2 separate regions of the Ovis aries genome follow, and region 1 is linked to region 2. The links are chromatin contacts, called in public Hi-C maps. All regions are on one chromosome and are shown on one strand. Each heading gives the region's core, a stretch centred on a gene start, on an enhancer-like site or on the middle of the called end of the contact. The rest is flanking DNA. Distances are from core to core; before and after follow the strand shown. Region 1 overlaps GIGYF2 (GRB10 interacting GYF protein 2). Region 2 has its middle 10 kb from the start of INPP5D.

Evidence for each region. A called contact is a pair of places that touch in the nucleus more often than the background predicts.
Region 1: a contact with region 2 is called in a Hi-C map of tail adipose tissue, with 4 times the contacts expected there. The contact joins two enhancer-like sites. A contact is called at or near these places in 3 of 16 Hi-C or Micro-C datasets (hypothalamus, muscle and tail adipose tissue).

Annotation. Positions count from the first base shown.
Region 1 is chr1:8,158,351-8,164,547 of ARS-UI_Ramb_v3.0, forward strand. It overlaps GIGYF2 (GRB10 interacting GYF protein 2), which reads right to left. Exons shown (of 28, transcript XM_060399252.1): 14 at 5,706-5,872; 15 at 2,387-2,478; 16 at 1,251-1,358. Among named protein-coding and RNA genes, the nearest start is that of KCNJ13, 31 kb to the right of the region's middle. Within about 2 kb of position 4,116, at least 1 of the 54 cell types and tissues checked has an H3K27ac peak or open chromatin away from gene starts, as enhancers often do. A contact at or near this core is called in tail adipose tissue, where this site is marked.
Region 2 is chr1:7,911,713-7,918,300 of ARS-UI_Ramb_v3.0, forward strand. No RefSeq gene overlaps it. Among named protein-coding and RNA genes, the nearest start is that of INPP5D, 10 kb to the left of the region's middle. Within about 2 kb of position 1,884, at least 6 of the 54 cell types and tissues checked have an H3K27ac peak or open chromatin away from gene starts, as enhancers often do. A contact at or near this core is called in tail adipose tissue, where this site is marked.

The DNA.
Region 1 (6,197 bases), core at 2,866-5,365, 250 kb after region 2:
CCAGGAATTGCAGCACGCCAGGCCTCCTTGTCCATCACCAACTCCCAGAGTTCACTCAGACTCATGTCCATTGAGTCAGTGATGCCATCCAGCCATCTCATCCTCTGTCGGCCCCTTCTCTTCCTGCCCCCAATCCCTTCCAGCATCAGGGTCTTTTCAAATGAGTCAATTCTTCGCATGAGGTGGCCAAAGTATTGGAGTTTCAGCTTTAGCATCAGTCCTTCCAATGAACACTCAGGGACTGGTCTCCTTTAGGATGGACTGGTTGGATCTCCTTGCAGTCCAAGGGACTTGCAAGAGTCTTCTCCAGCACCACAGTTCAAGGGTACTTAGCCAAAAAACTTCACTGTTTTAACTAAAATACTTAACCAAATATTTAACCAAAATATTTAGGAAAGAAAAAAAGATACAGGCAAAGTAACCACATTTCTAACTTCTCAAGGTATTGGCAAATTTTGATTTCCAAATAATAGATATGCCTACTGTCTTTAAAAAATTCACTAAGAGTCACAGAGGTAGCATTTATCATGAAAAAAAACCTCACAGACAGTTAAGTCAAAAGGCGTGCATTTCAGTTCAGTCTCTGAAGCTTTCTGCGTATTACATCAACTAAGTCCTTCAGCTGCTCTGAGTCCCAGTTTGCCCATCTTTAAAACTAAGACCTTAACATGATCTAACCTGCCTCTCTTACAGAATGGGTTATGGCTCAAGGGAAAAATATAAAAGGTTTTGGTTGAATTAGACAGTAAAATTTTCAAGAGCGATGATGACTAACACCTTTGCGGGAGATAAAACAAATACTACCCTGAATGATAATCTGAATCAGCAGGAACTTGAGCCTTTTAGCATAGTTTCCATGTCTTTAGACCCTACATTAATGGCTATTGGGTCTGGAAAAGTATAACTCTGTGTGGCACCATTAATATCATTCCTGAAATACTACAGGTAAAATGAGATTAAATTTCTCAACCACAAAATTTTTTCTTACTAAGTCCATGAGACTACACTGCTTTTCTTTTCAAGTGTTCTTAGTATTCTTTGGTTATTATGCAAATTTTATCTTCTGACTAAAAAGACCAAATAAATGCTTTAGTTATTAGTTATTTTTTAAAACTATGTTCCTACACACAACACAAAGATAGGCATTTTGTGTGGGTATTTTGATACTAAACTTCTCAGATTAAAAATTTCCTTTTCTCTCTTTATTTAAAACACACATAACATGGCACATCATGCAAACAAGCACCAACCTCATCTTCAGAGCCTGGAACTGCTGGAGAAGAAGCGCCAACTGCTGCTGCTGCTGGGAAGACAGTGCTGCTTTCTGCTGCTGGGCCAGAACTTGCGCATACTGTTGTCTTCAAAAAGTAAAACATGGTATAACCTGTCTATCCACATTTAGTTCACTTTACAGAGACATTACAAGACAAAGTTCACCCCCCACACCAACAAAAGAAAACCCCATTGGAAATAGCTATCAAATATATTTTTATAATACTTCACAATAGTCACACCAACAGTTCTATATGTTATTCTAGAAAGAACTAAACTAATAGATGACATGCTGCTGAGTGAAAACAAAAAAATTTAAAGGAATGTAAAAAACTGGAAAACTCCTTTAGGATGTTAATAACCTTTTATCAGAAAATAAAACAGGTTCAAAATAATAGCTATTTCCACATGAAGAACTCTTTGCAAAAATAAAATCCCACTTGTATAAAAATCCTCAAATTTATACGTTTCGGCTTGGAAAATTTTAGGTTAACATTTTTTTCACTAGAACAGAGGTGGACAATTTTTTCCTGTAAAGAGCCAGACAGTAAATATTTTTGGCTTTGCAGGCCATTCACAACTACTCAATTCTACCTCTGTAGTGCGAAAGCAGTCATAGATAATACACAAACAAATGGGTATGACTCAGTTCCAGTAAAACTCTGCTTAGGAAAACAGGTAGCCATTCAGTCTGCCAACCTCTGCACCACATGATAACAAATCTTACTTCTTCCACGAAAAGGACTCACAATCTAAGTGATTCCATACCACTACTAATAGCGTAAACTTCTACTTCTTTTCTGCCTTCTCATCTACTTTTTCTCTGTGGCAAAGCTGAGCCATCCAGAGGGCAATTAATTTTTAAAATCACTGATTCTTGCTTTAGCAGTTAAATACATTGCAAAATTAGTTACGTGTCACCTTCTGCAAACTTCCAATATTCAAGAAACAAGCTAAGACCAAACTTAGGATGTATAGTGGCACTATGCCACTAGCTGGATGATTGAAGTATCCCATACACTTAGATTTCTGCTGGAAAGATGAAATTTGGGAGCATATTGCATCTGAAGGCCCTTTGGCGCTACAGGGCAGCCTACCACATTACTGCTCTTACTGTATGAGGAACTGCTGATACTGAAGGTGCTGCATCTGGTACAAGGCTGTGAGTTCCTGCTGCCGGGTCAGTCGTTCCTGGTCCAGCTCTCCCTGGGAACGAAGGGGTGGAGGAAAGAAATACCAGTAAATAAACTGAAAGAGCCTAAAAGCCATTTAGTACTTACATTCAGTACTCCTAGACTTCTTTTGCCCCACTTAACTATTAAAAAAAAAAAAAGTCAGGCACCTTTAGAAACGAAGCAGTGCCATCTAGTGGAAGAAGGTGGTGTTGGCACTTCAAGAGATTCCCCGAGGTGGGAAAAGGGTCCCTATTTTAGCTCTTCTTCTCTCTAGCCCTTGAGGCTGAACATTTTTCTGTAATCCAGAGTTCATACTATAACTAAAAAATAACCAGGGACCTCCCTGGTGGTCCAGTGGCTAAGACTCCACGTTCCAAGGCAGGAGACCAGCGTTTGATCCCTGGTTAGGGAATTATATCCCACATGCTGCAACTGAAGATCCTGAGTGCCACAATTAAGACTGGCACGGCCAAACAAATAATTTAAAAAAAATCCGTTCTCTGAATCTTAGAAGTGATTTATAAACTTGGAGATTATGTAAAAACTAGAGAAGCAGGACAAAACAGAATGGAGTAAAATTAAATGCTATGGTAAGAATTTTACAGTAGCACTAACAAATACAGGGAGCCAACGTATGTCTTCTTAAAGAGGATGAGACATTTAAAATTAAATGGAATATAAAAGAGCTTTCACAACTGTTTAACTCTCTATCCAAAAATTAGAGGTGCTTCTATTGCTTTTAATACATCACAAGTTTAAAAGTAAGGGGTAGAAAAAACTTTTTTAGCTTATATATAAAATAACATGGATGGAATTTAAATTGTGGAAGACAAAAGTAGGGGAAAAATGAAAGGTGAAATATAAGATAGAAATTAAAGCATAAGGGTGACACAGACTAAAATTAAGACAAATCATTAATGAACGGTTTATATCTTTACTGCACACTGATTACAGTCCAGAAAAACACATTTGATGTATGACTCCTTTGAGTGAGGTTCACCTGAAACTCAAGGACATTTTTCTTTCTCATTTAACTATTCATGGATAAAAGCTACAGTAGGTTAGTCGACAATTAACTTAAGGGCAAAGGCAATACCTGACAGGAAGCAGAGCTTCCCACAGTCTTTCCCCTTAGTTGGGTCTGACTGAGGCTCATCCCCTATAACTGGGAGTTAGGAAATGGATTAGAGCTAGCACGCCAAGATCCAAGAGGCCAGCTGTCAGCTCTCAAACGTGCCAGATAAAAACGCATCCCAATTTCTGAGTAGATGGTAAAAGTACAATTTACATACAATCATATAAGAATTTTTTCTGGATTTACAACAGAAATGTCAGGGTAATTCCCTAGGACTCTTCATTGCTCTGCAAACTATAGGAGGTCTCAACCCATCAGTGGACAGTGAAATTAATTATTGGGTCAAGATAAACATTTACATACTGGGGGGGGGGGGAGAAGAAACAGAAAGAATATATGTACACGGCACCAAATGTTTCATGAAACTTACTTCAGATACATCCGCAAGTTAATGAATATATGAAGCAGTAATACGAAAGTCTTCTGTTTTTTTACTATCTGCTACGGTCAAAACAATGTGACAGCCACTGTTCTCACTTATGAACTCTCTTGGCTACAGATGCTGCAAATGACTCACTCATCTTTCTCTCATAAGAACCTAACACAGCCCTGGCACAGATCCTCAATTACATAATTGGTGAATAAATCCATGGGTCTTACTGTAGAAATCCAGTGTTCAGACTAAAGATTTCTGACTATGTTCACTTAAGACTATGGCCAGCAATCAGACACTCCAACCTGGAAAATGGAAAAGTGAGGCACAGATCCAAAGGAACTCAACAGGCAGAGGCCCAGCAGCAGCTGCAAAAAAGACTTCCCCTTCAAAGGTCTCCAGCCTCAGCATACTAAAAGGGTTACATTATGATCCAATTTTTAGTTAAATATCAGTAACATATTTTAAAAGGGCTTCCCTGGGGGCTTAGATGGTAAAGAATCTGCCTAAAATGCAGGAGACTGGGGTTGGATCCCTGGGTTGTGAAGATCCCCTGCAGAAAGAAACGGCAAGCCACTCCGGTATTCAATCCACTCTGTCCATGGAGAATCCCATGGACAGCAGAGCATGGCGGGCTACAGGCCATGGGGTTGCAAAGAGGCACGTATTTTTTAAAAAGGTAAATAAATGGAGGGGAGAATGGGCCTTCTAACTAGAAGCAATGAGAAACTCTAAGTCAGTTGTGTTGAAGCACAGTAGATAAAGGTAAAAGCTCTGAAATGAACTTGGAAAGGTAAGGAGCCTAAACATGCATGAACTGGTAGGGAGGCCAAGACAAAATATTCTTCCTTTAGCACATGCTAACAGTGGAAACAGTGTCAGACTTTATTTTGGAGGGCTCCAAAATCACTGCAGATGGTGACTGCAGCCATGAAATTAAAAGACGCTTACTCCTTGGAAGGAAAGTTATGACTAACCTAAATAGCATATTCAAAAGCAGAGACATTACTTTGCCAACAAAGGTCTGTCTAGTCAAGGCTATGGTTTTTCCAGTGGTCCTGTATGGATGTGAGAGTTGGACTGGGAAGAAAGCTGAGTGCCGAAGAATTGATGCTTTTGAACTGTGGTGTTGGAGAAGACTCTTGAGAGTCCCTTGGACTGCAAGGAGATCCAACCAGTTCATTCTAAAGGAGATCAGTCCTGAGTGTTCATTGGAAGGACTGATGCTAAAGCTGAAACTCCAACACTTTGGCCACCTCATGTGAAGAGTTGACTCATTGGAAAAGACTCTGATGCTGGGAGGGATTGGGGGCAGGAGGAGAAGGGGCCGATAGAGGATGAGATGGCTGGATGGCATCACTGACTCGATGGACATGAGTTTGGGTGAACTCCAGGAGTTGGTGATGGACAGGGAGGCCTGGCGTGCTGCAATTCCTGGGGTCACAAAGAGTCGGACACGACTGAGTGACTGAACTGAACTGATAAAGCTAGTGGAGGATTCTATTATTTTAGAATGAGTGTGGGGTATGTGTGAGTGTGTTGAGAGAGAGACAGAAAGGAAGAGGAGGACAGGCACAGACATCTGAGTTTTAAAAGATCATTATAGCTACATATGTAGGCTGAGTCAGACTTCCCATCGTCATCTGGTCAATTACTTTCAAGGAACTACAGTTTCTTCTTCAAGAGACGTAACATCTAGAGCAAGTGCTTCTGGGTCTACTGTGTTCCGAGTGAGGCATAAGTTACTTACCATATGTGGAGGGGGAGCTGGTCCGGGAGAGAAAGGAACCCTTCCCCACATTTTCATGATATCACCAAGAGGCTGGAAGCTTTCATCACATGCTCTCTTTACCAACAAAGACATAGTGAAATAGCCAGCCTGAAACCATTCTGCCATCTCCTGATTATTGAAGGGACCTATAATAACAATAATTAAACAGAAGGGCAATAAAAATCCTTTCAAGCTAAAAAGGAAAAAAATATTTCCTGGGTCTGATCCTCACCCAGATAGAGGTTAACAACTTGTTTCAGGTGACTCCTGATCATAATTTATCAGGAAAAGTGGTGAACAGACTTCAAACTAATAAAATACTACAGAAACAATTTAGAAATAAGCCTTATGTATATACATCCTAATTTCTCAGCAGTGTTTTAACTATTTTAAAGAGCATAATTGTCTCCAACTTGCTCAGTCTCTAAAGCTCATTTCAGAAAAGCATTCACACTGAAAGAGTGAGTATTT
Region 2 (6,588 bases), core at 634-3,133:
TTCAAGGCCTGAGAAGGGGTCAGATGAGGAGAGGGATTACAGAGTCCCAGGTGTCAGGATGAGGGGTGGGGAGGAGGAGGTAGAGATGTAGGTCACCTCACACATGGTGGACAATATTTCTAAGTATTAATCACCGTGTTTCCCTTTCCTCCTCTGTTCACTGAAGCTCTTTATGGTACCCCAGGGCTCCTCAGTCCCCACCAGCCTTGGCAGAATTGGTGTCAACCATAGTCTTATGGGAAGGAAGTGGGGGAGTGAAAGTGGTTACTGAGTCACCAAGAACAAAGGGAGCTGAGATAGTTTTATGTGTCAATGTGTCTGGGCCAAGGCACCCAGATATTTGGTCAAACATTATTCTAGATGTCTCTGTGAAGATATTCATAGAAGTGATTAGCATTTGAATCAGTAGTCTCTGAGTCGATTGCTCTCCATAGCACGGGTGGGCCTCATTCAATCAGTGGAGGGCCCTAATAGAAAAAGACGGAGGTTCCCCAAAGAAGAGGGAATTCAGTGAGCAAACCACCTTTCGACTCAAACCACAGCCTCAGCTCCTCCCTGAGTCCCCAGCCTGCAGCCCCACTCTGCAGATCTGGGGCTTGCCAGCCTCTGCAATCATGTGAGCCAATTCCTGAAAATAAATCTCTGTGTACCCGCATTGAACTGGCATTGTTTCTCTGGAAATACAGAAGGAAATACTTGACTTTGAAGTTTGAGAGCTGGTCACTCAGCTGGTGTAGTCAGGAGTGAATTTCCCTCACCCCAGACCTGCCATCTATGGGGTCGCACAGAGTCAGACACGACTGAAGTGACTTGGCAGCAGCAGCAGCAGCAGCAGACATGATACAAAGGCATCTTGGGGTTGTAGAAGGGGGTGGAGTGGCCACTCCCAGAGAACCAGGTAGGACCAGGAGGCCCGAGCCTCTCGGTGCCAGGGGTCCAGGTCAAGGGGGTCAGCCCCCCTCGGGAAGGAGTTATGCCCTCCTCTGTCCTGATTAACTCACCTCCCCCATGCTTGTTTGCTGGTTCATCACTCAGTCGTGTCCAACTCTTGGCGACCCCGGGGACTGCAACTTTCCAGGCTCTTCTGTTCAGGGGATTTTTTTCAGGCAAAGATACCGGAGTGGGTTTCCATTTCCTTCTCCAACCTCCCCCTCAAATCGAAGGCCAGAGACGGGAGGGATCATACACTTGACCCTCTGCTGGGAAGGAAGTCTTCCTCCCCGCTCAGCCCTCTCTCTCCCAGCTCCCCTCCCCGCTTGCTCTGGGGGTCTGTCGGACCCCCAGCTCCCCGCCTGCTGACTCCTCCACTTCTGCGGCTGGCATCTTTGAGGGGACCTTTCCACATCCTCTCCCCAGGCCCCTGAAGACACCAACTGGCTTCCCTTTGGGTCCAGCAGGCCTCAGAACGCTTGGCTGGGCCTCTCCCAGGCCCCTAAGCCTCAGGCCTCCTGAAGAGCAGGAGGATGACCCCTGGCTCACAGCACCGCCCAGCCCCCCACCTTCACCCCACCCCCACCACCCCATCCCCTCACAAACCAGGCCCTGAGTTACACACAGAGGAGGAAGCCAGGGCCACAAACCTCACTCAGTCATAAATGTCTGGGGTCTGTGGAGTTAGGTAAGGTGCCTGGCGAGGTGGGTGCTGTCAACCTGGCCAGCAGTCTCTTGACTGCTGTCTGGAGGGCCAGAGCAGGGACGGGGGGTGGGGGTGGCGCTCCAGTTGGCAGATGGCGTCAGTGACGCTCCCTGTTGGTTTATCAACCTTGGTTTGAAAGACCCTGGTCATTTCTGGAAATAACCTGAAGGGGTCAGATTCTGAGCCTTGTCATTCCCTGCCACCAGGGGGAGCCTCGAACTCCGCCCTCCGCCCGGGAGTCGTGTGTGACCTGCGGCCCAGCTTGTCACTTTCCAAGAGTCTCCGCTCACAGTTTCCTGTACTAACGAGGTCAGCAGGAAGGGACGCAATTTCCCCAGGGGTCCAAGGGCTCACGGAGTCCATGAACTCTGCTCCAGGATGTCCCGGGAGTACCACAGGCCTGGCAGTGGGCCACTCTCCCCTTCCGCTGAAGATGAAACGGGCCAGAAAATCAAATGGACTTGAACTGCCACCGGGAAGAATGAAGCTCGATTTTGCGGAGAATTGGGTGACGGACACTCACAGCCACGAAAACAATGAGAGTCCTTCACCAAGATCGTTAAGGACACCGGAAAATATTCATAATACAATGTTAAGTAAAAAGAAAGCAAGAGAAAAACAAACGAACAAAACTCAGTAAACTGGAGATGCTGGTTCCAGCTATGGAAAAAGCTTTATCTTGAGAAATCACCAAATACGAAGACCGCGGATTTGGGTGGCAAATCTTCCTTCCACTTTATCCTTTGTGACCACATACTACTTTTATGAGAATAAAGATTAAGTAAATCAAAATGACAGCGCTGGTTCTGGACGGTGTGTGTGAAGTCCCACGGGGCAGCTTGGCTTTATGTGGATGGCTGGTGGCGTTGCAGTTGACGCCTCCCCCAGCTCTCCTCCCTCGGGATTCGTGAGGAAGAGACGGACGTTTTTTCTTTAACTGAAAAGTAATACATCCACAGAGTAAGAAGTCAGCCAGCAGGATGCAAAACAAGTTTTCCTGCCGTGGCAGACCTGCCCACATACCCCACCCACTGTCGCAGCGTGTATAGTATAAGTCGCTCAGTCGTGTCCGACTCTGTGTGACCCCATGAACTGTAGTCCACTAGTCTCCTCTGTCCTTGGGATTCTCTAGGCAAGAATACTGGAGCGGGTGGCCATTCCCTTCTCCAGGGGATCTTGCTGATCCAGGGATCGAACCCGCGTCTGCCTGCACTGCAGGTGGTCTCCTGCATTACAGGTGGATTCTTTACTATCTAAGCCACCAGGGCAGTCCCCCCACTGGCCCAGGGCCAGCATATTATGTATTCTTGCAAAACTTTCTGCACATACGCAAGCATATTTTTGTAGCTCTTTTCTTTTTTACCCTGTTGTACACCTTGTTTTTTCACGTAGTGATGTTTCTGAACATTTCATGGAGCCTTTTCTTTGTATCTGCCATACTGTTCCTTTTAAAGCCAGCATACTATTCCTATAGCCTAGCCAGTGCATGGGACCAGTCGCCTGTTGACAGGTACTTAGACTGTTAACAACATTTGCTGTCACAAACGACATGACAGCCTGCACACTGGCCATTCATCTTTGGGCTCTGTGCAGTCAGGTATCGGCAAGATACACACCCTGATCTTAAGAGCAACTTTAGGGTAAGGGGCCAGTAAGTATTACCCAGTGGCTCAGCGGTAAAGAAGCTGCCTGTCGATGTAGGAGCTGCGGGTCTGATTCCTGGGTCGGGAAGATCCCTTGGAGAAGGAATTGGCAACCCACTCCAGTATTCTTGCCTGGAGAATCCCATGGACAGAGGACCTGTTGGACTACAGTCCATGGAGTCACACACACACACACACACACACACACACACACACACCAGTAAGTAGCTTGAGTTTCTGCAGATGTTCTGAATGATTTCATCAGGTCAACACATCAGATTCCATCCAGACTGAGATGTAATTGCACTCATCTCACACAATAGCAAAGTAATGCTCAAAATTCTCCAAGCCAGGCTCCAACAGTACGTGAACCGTAAACTGCCAGATGTTGAAGCTGGTTTTAGAAAAGGCAGAGGAACCAGAGATCAAATTGCCAACATCCACTGGATCACAGAAAAAGCAAGAGAGCTCCAAAAAAAAACCATCTACTTCTGCTTTATTGACTATGCCAAAGTCTTTGACAGTGTGGATCATAACAAAGTGTGGGAAATTCTTAAAGAGATGGGAATACCAGACCACCTGACCTGACTTTGTAGGTTAAGAAGCAATAGTTAGAACTGGACATGGAACCACAGATTGGTTCCAAATAGGGAAAGGACTACATCAAGTCTGTGTATTGTTACCCTGCTTATTTAACTTATATGTAGAGTACATCATGTGAAATGCTTGGCTGGATGAAGCACAAGTTGGAATCAAGATTGCCAGGCAAAATATCAATAACCTCAGATATGCAGATGACACCACTCTTATGGCAGAAAGCAAAGAACTAAAGAGCATCTTGATAAAAGTGAAAGACGAGAGTGAAAAAGTTGACTTAAAACTCAATATTCAGAAAACTAAGATCATGGCATCCAGTCCCATCACTTCATGACAAATAATAGATGGGGAAGCAATGGAAACAGTGAGAGACTTTGGCGGAGGGGTTCAAAATCACTGCAGATGGTGACTGCAGCCATGAAATTAAAAGACACTTGCTCTTCGGATAAAAGCTCTGACCAACCTAGACAGCATATTAAAAAGCAGAGGCATTACTTTGCCAACAAAGGTTCATCTAGTCAAAGCTATGGTTTTTTCAGTAGTCATGTATGGATGTGAGAGTTGGACTCTAAAGAAGGCTGAGCACCAAAGAACTGATGCTTTTGAATGGCGGTGTTGGAGAAGACTCTCGAGATTCCCTTGGACTGCAAAGAGATCCAACCAGTCATCCTAAAGGAAATCAACCCTGAACATTTATTGGAAGGATGGATGCTGAAGCTGAAGCACCAATACTTTGGCCACCTGATGGGAAGAGCCAACTCATTGGAAAAGACCCTGATGCTGGGAAAGATTGAGGGCAGGAGGAGAAGGGGATGACACAGGATGAGATGGTTGGATGGCATCACCAACTTGATGGACATGAGTTTGAGTAAGCTCTGGGAGTTGGTGATGGACAGGGAAGCCTGTCGTGCTGCAGTCCATGGGGCCACAAAGAGTCAGACACAACTGAGCGACTGAACTGTTGGCCCCTGGCACCACTTTCCATTTTATTTTACTAACTGTGCCATCCAGCTTGCAGGATCTCAATTCCCTGACCAGAGGTTGAACCTGGACCACAGCTGAGACAGCGCTGAGCCCTAACCACTGGACTGCCAGGGAGTTCCCTGCAGTAGGATTTTTATGTGACTTTTACCCTCTTATTTTTAAAAAATCCTTTCTGCTATCAGTTTTCTAGATATCCAGGGTATAATACATATAGAATAGTTGACAGGGAAAATACTGGAAGAAGAGTCCCATCAAGTTTCTGTTTCAGTAGCTCAGAATTACATGTCGAGTCAAGTGAAGAAAAAGGTAAGAGAGGAACAGGATCAAGATGATTACAAAGTTCCCCAGCCACAGCAGTGAAAGCCTGGAATCCTCAGCACTAGGCCACCAGGAGATCGTCCTGGCTCCGTTTTAGTGATACCGATTCCATCTTTACTTTCCTTTGTAGGCACCTTCCTTGTACGAAGCCCACACCGAGTGTGTAAAGCCAGGCAGTCAGTGCCCAAGGTAACTGAGTTGCCAGAACAACTGCCACCCTCCGCAGGCTCCCTGACTCCTAGGGTCAGATTTGCCAAACTCTGGAGACAGTAACTCTAACCCTCAGACTTGGGTACACCTGCCCGGCCCACCTGGCCACCCGACTGCCACTGACCTGTCCTCGGGCAGCCGTGCCACCCCGGGCCCCTTTGCCACCGCACCCTCTGTCCTGGCACCTGGCACTTCCAAAGCCTGAGTCGTGATTATTCTCCCTTGGCAAAGCCTGTTGCCGTGTCCTCCCTTAAATGCGTCTTCTGCCCACGGCCGTGGGGATTACGTGCCAGCCCCTTTCCAGCTTCCTGTTCTGTTCCTCTGCCTCTCGGCCCTGGCAGCCAACAGTTCTCTTAGCTGATGCGCCAAAACCCAAACACCCGGTAGATTCCAGCGTTATTCCCATCAGAATCTTCTGCCCAGTGTCCTCAAATGCACTTCCTCCTCCTGTGTGGTTGCCCAGGGTCTCAGGAAACCCTGAGTGTCCTGACTATATCCCTGTCCATCAATAGGCTCCCAGAACTGCCTGGAAGTCCTCTCTGGATTGCCCCTCTGCCCCCTTTTCCACCATCCCCCCACAGCACCTTTTTTTCCCTGATGCTCCAGACTCCCAGGCTGCCGGAAGCACAGGCTTTTTCCTGACACTTGTGCTAAATAGCACCGCTTCTCTTGGAGCCCGAGACCGCAGCCTTTGCCTGCTCTTCTCCAGAGCGCTTCTTATCACGACTCGCACCTGCACTGTTTTGTGTACACCTCTCTTGTGTGCTGAGCTGAGTCGCTTCAGTTGTGCCCAACTCTCTGCGATCCTATGGACCATAGCCTGCGAGGCTCCTCTGTCCATGGAGTTCTCCAGGTGACGATACTAGAGTGGGCTTCCATTTCCTGCTCCAAGGGAATCTTCCTGACTCAGGGAGTCCCCTCCTTAATTATCACCTCCTCAAGAAGCCGCGTTTGTCTTATTGATCCCTCAGGGCTGCAGCATCCAGCCCAGAGTGCCAGGTGGACGGTATCATAGCACAAGCTGCAGTAACGAAACATCAGAGCCCAGAGGCCTTCAACACTAGACGTTTGTCAATACTTTCTCACAGTTCTGGAGGCTGGAAGCCTGAGATCATGATACAGATGGCTGCTTCTCACTGCGTCCTCACTTGGCTTCCCTTCAGTACCTGTATATATATAGCGAGACAGAGACAGATAGGC